Linked DNA regions of Zea mays: region 2 is linked to region 1. Evidence: chromatin contacts called from public Hi-C data. All regions are on one chromosome and are shown on one strand. The core of a region is the stretch at or near the end of the contact, and the rest is flanking DNA. Distances in the headings are between cores, read along the strand shown.

Region 1 (4,173 bases), core at 1,220-3,719:
AGATCCCCAGCTATGTATTAATCGATTTGGATCGCCCTTACTTCTTGGATATGAAGACTTGGTCATTGCTCTACATCGTAGTTAACAAGTGAAATTAGGGTGTGATAAAGAAAGCTGGAATAAATGAAGTGAATGATCTAGATCAGGATAATCTAGATTTAGGAAACTACTTAACTTGGCAAGTAAAATGAAAGCTTAAGGACCAAGTTTAGTAAGCTTTTATGTAAAAGAGTCCTTGATTCTTGTTATATACCTTGATTCCCAAATGACAACATATCCTTGAGAGTCTTTTCTTTAGTTGGGTAAGACTTGCGAAAGTACCTTCGTACTAAGGGTTCTTTGAACCCACCATTGCAGGTGATGAACCTTCGGAGTTTTGTTGTTTCTGCATCATGGTCGTCCCAAAGCAAGAGGGCGAAACTTAAGTACTGGGTTCTGGAAGGTGCTAACCTTCCAGCTATGTAATAAGTAGGCTACACTCGAACACCTATATTGTAATAACTACTCTCTTCCAATATTATTACTCAAACATCTGAATGTGGATTAAGTTATTATAACTCTTTCCGCTTTACTCTAATTTGTGTTGCAGTGTCTGTGCGATGGGTTAATCGCTCTTGGGATGTAAAGGAAGAAGTGAGATCTTGGTCCTGTCAAGCTATTTGGCACACCTGTACAGCCGTCCGAGGCCTTTGGGACAATGACAGGTGTAGGTGGGCCTCCCTAGAAACTGTAGCGGGTTTTCTGAAGCTAGTGAAACTTTGTAAATGCCTCGTAGTCGATCCCTAGCCATTCATCTCGGAAGTGTCTAAGGGTTTGCTAACCCTGGCTAGACGGGGATACACGACTTGTGGGTAAAGTGTGCAACCTCTGCAGAATGTAAAACTGGTATATCAGTCATGCTCGCGGTTATGAGCATCTAAGGACTCTTGCATGATTAATTTATGGAACTAAATTTAATCTGTTATATGCATTGCATCGCGGATGTTATTATCAATTTTGATCTCTTACTTAATTGGGTTGGTATCTACTTATACTTAGTAACTGCTAATAAAATTTTGACCAAATTTAAAAGCAATGCTCAACTTTAACCATTTCTTTTGGTAAGCCTTACACTTCACATGAGCTCCCACCTTTGGTGAGTTCATGCACATTATTCCCCATAACTTGTTGAGCGATGAACGTATGTGAGCTCACCCTTGCTGTACTCACATCCACAGGTCAAGAACAAGTACCACTAGATGAAGCGCATGAAGGATGATGTGATGGGTTCGTGAGTGGTCTAGGCCATCGTCTCCCAGTCAACTATGGTTGTTGGGTCGTTGTCTGCATATGATGTAATTATTTAACTATTTTGTACAGAACTCCTATTATATAGTAAAGATGTGACATTTGTTTTTGTAGCATGAGTCATCATATGTGTGAGACTTGGTCCCAGCACACTTGGTGAAGTTTGCGCCCGGGTTTGGTGCCCCCTAAAACCCGGGTGTGACATTTGTGTTATATTGTAATGGACTATGTGTGGTCACAACTCAAACGACCCCTATTTGTGATGGAATTGTGAGTTTCTATTAGACTGTAATGGACTTGTAAGGTATTTTAGTGAACAGTGATATATGTGTGAAGAATTGTGATATTTTGTGTTAAATGTGTGTAATTCTGGAATTGTTGTTTCTGTCATATTGTTGTGATTATATTGTTGTTGAAATTGCTGTTTTTTACATTTCTATCATATTTTTCTCTCTCTGAAATTACTTATTTTCAGCGGCCATGCGTGGGCCGCCGAAAATAAGCCTGGCAAAATTTTGGCGGCCACTATTTTCGGCGGCTTATGAGCCGGTCGCCGAAAATAAGCTATTTTCGGTGGCCGAGCTCTGGCTGCCGAAAATTAGTAGTTATTTCTGGCTAATGTTTTTTTTGGCGGCCAGGAGCCACCGAAAATAGCTTATTTTCGACAGCATAGGCCCTATTTTCGGCGGCTTCTGGCCGCCGAAAATGAATTTTCTCCATATAGTGTTTCTTTTACTGGCGTGCGATAACTGAAACCGCCTAAATATTAGACTTCACCATAGCCTTAGAGCTTGAGCCACTTATGGAATCTTTAGTACCGGTTGATGTTTTAAACAGTATTAAAGATTTAAGCTTTAGTACCAGTTTATTTGACAGAACCGATATAAATGTATTTGTTCCGGTTCTTGTATTGAATCGGTACCGAATTACATAAAATATTAGTACCGGTTGAGGGACTTAGCTTGCACGGATCTCCGGATTTACAATCGGCCCTGTATCTATTACTAATAATACCAGTTTTAAATCGACTGGAACCAAAGTGGTTTGACCGAACCCTATTGCCTATTGGCATGTTTTCCGTTTTCCATATCTCGTGTCACGTATCTTCGTACAAGCTACAGCCTACAGTACGTGTACACCGGCCAGGCTTGGTCACTAGAAGCAGCTACAGCCTTCTGCCCTTATGGGCCTCGAACTCACCACGAACAGACCACACTTGGGCCGGGCTGGAAATCGCAGGACACAGGGATACGGTCGGCACCGTCAAAAAAAGCCTCTACCAACTCCGTCGATATCGTCAGCGCAAAAAAGAACGCCGTGTGCCGCGCGCTATGCCATGCGGACGTTACCAGACACATGCAGCGGCTCGACGACGACACCCACCGTGGTTGCTAGCTAGCTATCTCCAGCTGCTGCTTGACGTGCCACCACCACTCCGACCGATCATCCCGCCGACCTAACACCCGCACTCGCGCCACGCGCGTCGTTCCTCCATGCAATCACGCCTGCCCCGGCCCCTAGCCGATCGAGATCACCTCGGCACCACACACCGACTGCAGTCTGCAGTGCGTTGCCTTTCGAGACATGTAGGATGATGTAGAGCTCGTCGACGTCGTAGCGCCACACTGGCTGGCACGCACCTTGCGTGATCACCACCGCATCATACGTGTACATACATGCATGCTCCGACGTGCGTCCAAGAGCTAGCTAGGTTCCCAAAAGGGAAATATGTCGCTGTTGTTATTATCTTCGCGTCGCCATGCAAATGCGTGCGTAGACCGGGCCAGCTGCAGGGAGGTTAGTTATACCTGAGCTTTCATAGGTGGCGGATCCATATCCCTTCTCTTTGTCTATACTTAAACACCAATTTCAACGTTCATCTTTTTATAAAAAAGTCCATACATTTTTTCCAAATCAACTCAGCGTAAAATGTTAAAAAGTGGTGTAGGAGGTGGGTTATTATGTTAAAAAGTGGTACATGAAGTGAATTATGTTAAGAAGAGACGATGCAGGAGTTAGGGTTTTAACCCACACCTTAATGGAAGAAGGGTGCGAGACACTAGATGAAGTTGTCAACCAGTAGAACATCATACTCAATTGTTTATAATAATTAATATAAATTGTACATATGTATATATGATTTCTTATAAAAGAAAAAAATAATCGTGCCGGGCCGGGCCAGCACTATGGACCGAGGCTACGGGCCAAGCACCGCACGACGCTCGTGCCGAGTTGGCCCAGGCACTATTAAATGTGTTGTTCGCCAGACACGACCCATCTGGCCTCCGCACGATAATAATGGTACTCGTCTCAGTTGCCACCACCTCGTTCGCCATTCTATTTCTTTTCTCTCTTCCCTCATGCCTCCACCTCCGCAACACCCCATTCTCGGCAGAGGGCATAGGAGCATGCGCCTCCTCCCCGTATTCGTCCGACACCAGCCCCGACACCGACTCGCGCAGTGGTTATTGCACGTCCACGAGGACGTTTCACATCATGTGTGCACCATCGTTTTCACCGTCGTCGGGCGTCCCGTTCGTTTTCCCGGCCTTCGCCATGTTCTTCCTCCCCAACCTGCTGTCCCCGCCCACGGTCGCAACCGACGTTCGTCGACGCGGGTACGGGGTGAGTCGGTCATGCTCCTGGCCTTTCTCCGTGTGTGCCGTCGAGGAGGACATGGTGGCGCCTGCCACGCTTAGGTTATCTTGGCGATGAGGAGTACAGGTCTGAGATATTGGACAACCAAGGCCCGTAGCGTGGCAGCAGTCGTCATATGCTACGGAGTTGGTGGTGTTGTTGTGTCGCTTCGGCGGGTCCAGAGCTGTTCGCCGTACTCGGATTGACGCCTGGTGCGGGTGCCTCTCGGTTTGGAGTTGCTCCGATTGG
Region 2 (4,173 bases), core at 862-3,361, 260 kb after region 1:
AATTTTAGAGGATTCAATTCCTATGGAAAGTTTTCCTATAAGAGCCTTTGGAACAAAGGATTGAATCCTGTCCAGTCCTCTAAAATTCCTATGGAATGCATCCTCCATAGCAATTTTGAAGGAAAATAAGCATGAGGTACAACCTCATGTTTTCTTTCCTTTGTGTCTTGCATTCCTATGTTTTTCTTGCGCATTCTTGTAGGATTCCAATGGCATGGGCATTCTAATCCCGCTTTTTCTATTACTGTGTTTTGAGAATCCTGCGTTCCAAAGGAGCCCTTATTGTTTGTGCTCTTTTGTTTATAAAAAAAACTCAACCTGCAGGGGATAAGACAGCCGCTGGACATTGTAATAAGACAAGACCTCATAGAAAACCCCCGAACCCCTGCTCTACTCATACACAATCGGCATTGTAGCCCTCACACCTAGGTCGAGAAAAAACCCGAACAGACAGCCTCTAGGCATTGTATTAAGAGAAGACCTCACACACAGGTCGAGAAAACCCTCGAACCCTGCTGAGAAGTGTTAATCAGACCACCTAACCAACTCAGCTAGAGACCATTTCACCATTTTTTCTCAAACTTTGTAATTGGTAGTATCTTCTCTTAAGGGTAGCAATGTAGATTTTGAAGACCTTGGTAGATCGTCTTGTAGTGTAACTACTAGTCAGTGATTGTGTTGTAGTGTAACTTGAACATGGTAGGTTTAAGAGAACTCAGTTTACTCTTAACTAATGTAAGAAAGCTAAGTTATGGGAATAAAAGATCAGAACTTTTTTGATAATTTGGTGCATGAAGAACCTGGTTGCAAGAGAACATTCAAGTGTGGATAACACTTAGGTTGCAATGCATATGACAAAAAAAGAATGAATCTGTAGTAGAACATTATGGCAAAGTAGGCCTGGAGGTGATGTTTCAACCAAACAAAACAATATCTTAGAATTATAGACAACGTACTGAAAACAACCAGAGGATTTTAGTGGACCACTGTACCTTTCACTTTCTGTTCATAAACAGGACGATCACGCATCATCAGTGCTGCAGCCTCCCCATTTAATGGATCAGAAGGATTTGGATATAGTAACAGCTGTGGAAGGAATACTTCAAAAACATTTACTAGATCTGCAAAAGAGGAATGTGGAAAAAGATCTAGCTCAGATTATAGATTATATAAGATAAGAGCTCATAGCATCAATGGAAGAGAAGAGAGTATCTCACCAAACATTGGGCTCCATGTTTGGTTTATGACATCTAAACATACAGAGCCAGACCTGCATTTTGCAGTCAAATAAGAACAGGTAAGGAAATGTTAACTCCATGCATGAACTTCAATAAAATAAGAAAAATAGTTTAAGACCATAATGCTCACATCTCATCGACATTTGGGTGATAAATCTTGTTGATGAAGCCGATGGACGGGGATTTGTAAGGATATGCATCAGGCAGTTCTACCCTAACCTTCCAGACACCGCCTTGGTAGATACCTACCAAATTGAGTACGAATTTATTTGGCAAAATCCTGTGATAAACTATGACTGAAAAGGAAGGACGGTTCGGGTCAACTGAGCAACCAATCAAGGATGAAGCTAAACGGACAAGAATATCTGAACACGATCAACAGTGGAGACTGGCAGTTTTCCTGAAACTGAACTTCCACCCCACAACATCTAGATCAGAATCAGGAGCGTGCACCATCAGCACGGGAGGCAGGGAGAGAGAAGAGCAACCGGGATTCAGCGCGAGGGCTATTACTTTCGGCCGGCCCCTTGAATTCGACGAAGAATTCCTGCATCCCATCGTTCACCATCTCGACCTTGTAGTCGCTCATCATCCTGCGACGCCGATAAACCAAGAAAGCCGGCAAGAATGGCCAGATCAAAAAAAAAAGCAAGCAGAACACGGTCAGGCAGAATTGGAAAACAGACCAAGAGAGGTCCAGCATCCTCACAGCTTCATAAGGTCCATCTCGCGGCGCTTGCTCGGGGACGACATCTTGGAGAGCGGGGAAACAAGAACAGCAGCAGAAGGGCCCCCCCCCCCCCCTCAGCTCCTCGCCTTGGGGATAAGAGGGAGAAAGGGATTGCGCAGCCTGTAGACTTTGACGGTGCGTCCGCGTCGTCGTACGTCCTTCGCCTGCACGAGACTTATTATTTTATTGTTGCAGCCGCAGCGGAAATGAGATGGAAGAGGGAGAGGGTTGTGGAAGGCGAGAGAGAGCGGGCGAGACAAGCACAGGGGATGATGAAAGGGACAAAGCGAACGAAGTGAGGATTAGGGACGCAATCAATCACGCAAAACGCTGCCGAGCTCGGCGGCTAACTTCGGTCGCCACCCCCCTAAACACGCCTCCCTCGCCAGTGATCCAATCGCGTCTTTTTTGTCTAATCTAATTGAGGCCTTTAGGACTTTTGCTCTAGCCTCTAGGAGGGATTGTGCTGCGTGAGGAGGAGACCAACTGAGGAAAGCGGCGGGTGGTTGGTTGTTAGGGATGGTGCCGGTTAATTTGCATCCGTTTTCCTCTCGTAGTTACTGACTACTGTGAGCCTGTGAAGAGTGGACTGGGCAGGCCAAACCGCCGCAAAGTGCTTTGCTTCGGCGGCAGCGGTGGACGGTGGCAGTGAGCGAGAGGCATGTGCTGGCAGCTTTTCCCGGCTGCCGACGCGGGCGCGTGGCAGCCCACCAACGGAGGACTCATTTCACGGAGCTTTTGGTACAAGGGTAGTATTCTCTAGCACCCTGTTTGTACGTAGATACTGAAACTCAGAATTGTAAATTGAAATTAGTTTTCTTAAATTCTGTTGTTTAATTCCACGTGGAATTAGAGATTTGAAATCAAAGATTCAATTCTCTAAAATTAGACTATAACTAAAAACTTTTTCTCCTAATACAAAACATTATTCTTCGGTATTGCTTCCTATAAGACATGTTTACCAACAGACTATGTAAACGAAGTGTTGACTGGATTTTTTCAGGTTTAAACATGCATGACGACTTTTTTCATTGCACACTCCGTCACTACATGTTTGAGTGCCAAGAGTGCATGGTTAATCTGATCTGCATGCATGACGATAGTCCATGCTAGGAATCACGAAGCCAATCTCCACCATCGCGACTTGGTGTGACAAGATGTTCTGGTGCCGCTCAACACTGGGACCAGCAACCTGAAGTATTGGACTTCAGGAAGCTAAAGAATCGGACTTCAACAACCTACAAACTAGCTCATAGATTGTCACACCCGGCTTTAAGGGACAAAGCCAGATGCATCTCATACATGCGCCAAGAAGACAACATATATAATAACAGAGTGTATACAGATAAATGTCACAATAATCAGAGTATTTATTACATAGCGGAAGACTTATTACAAAATAAAAGGATAAACATAAAACGAACTAAGGATCGTCGGCGCCAATGTCAACTGAGAAACGACACCTAGATCAGATCATACTCCTCGCCTTGTGGCTCCTCCTGAATCACCTGCTCTTCTCCTGGGGGTGTGAGACAGCAAGGGTGAGCTCACACATGATCATAGCTCAACAAGTTGTGGGGAACCAGTGGACATGAACTCACAAAGGTGGTAGTTCATGTGATGTGTAAGGCTAATCAATGACAGGAGTTAAAGCTGAGCATTGCTTTTAAGTAGTTGGTCAAAATTTTATTAGCAGTTACTAAGTGTAAGTAAATACCAAACCTTAAGTAAAGTAATTGAACAAAATTAATAATAAACCCATGCAATGCAAATGACAAAATTGAATTTAAGTTCCATAATTTAAACATCAGAGAGTCCTCAGCCGCTCATGACCGTGAGCTCGGCTAGTATACCAGTTTTACACTCTGCAGAGCTTGTACCCTGTTGGGACTATGCTTCGTCGCCGAAGGTCTTGAAGGAAGAAGCAATTTTCTGCTGAAGCTGTTCGTATGAGATGACCGAAGGTTCCTCTTCGTGAAGCTTTGGAATTTATAAACCGACATAAAAGTAGAATGACCTTTTAGTCCATATATGTTTGAGTCACCGTTGTAATTCCTTATGAGGGGCATAATTGTAATTCCTCACAGGCCACGCCCTGTGCCTATAAATAGGTGAACAGTACCTCTGTACTGTTCACGCAATCTTGTAATCACTGGCACATTACGCTGGAATCATTGCTTTCTGCTAAGACGAAGGTATAAATGT

The links. Hi-C and Micro-C count contacts between places; a contact is called where the count stands out from the background.
Region 2: a Hi-C map of leaf shows a contact between it and region 1, with 5 times the contacts expected there. The contact joins the promoter of LOC115565779 here to the enhancer-like site in region 1. A contact is called at or near these places in 2 of 25 Hi-C or Micro-C datasets (ear and leaf).

What each region holds. Positions count from the first base shown.
Region 1 is chr1:241,388,817-241,392,989 of Zm-B73-REFERENCE-NAM-5.0, forward strand. No RefSeq gene overlaps it. Among protein-coding and RNA genes, the nearest start is that of LOC100283170, 19 kb to the left of the region's middle. Within about 2 kb of position 2,470, at least 18 of the 20 cell types and tissues checked have an H3K27ac peak or open chromatin away from gene starts, as enhancers often do. A contact at or near this core is called in ear and leaf, where this site is marked.
Region 2 is chr1:241,650,651-241,654,823 of Zm-B73-REFERENCE-NAM-5.0, forward strand. LOC115565779 (ubiquitin-conjugating enzyme family) reads right to left here and starts at 2,112. Exons shown (of 6, transcript NM_001372121.2): 1 at 1,948-2,112; 2 at 1,752-1,831; 3 at 1,369-1,483; 4 at 1,218-1,270; 5 at 993-1,121. The coding sequence starts at 1,991.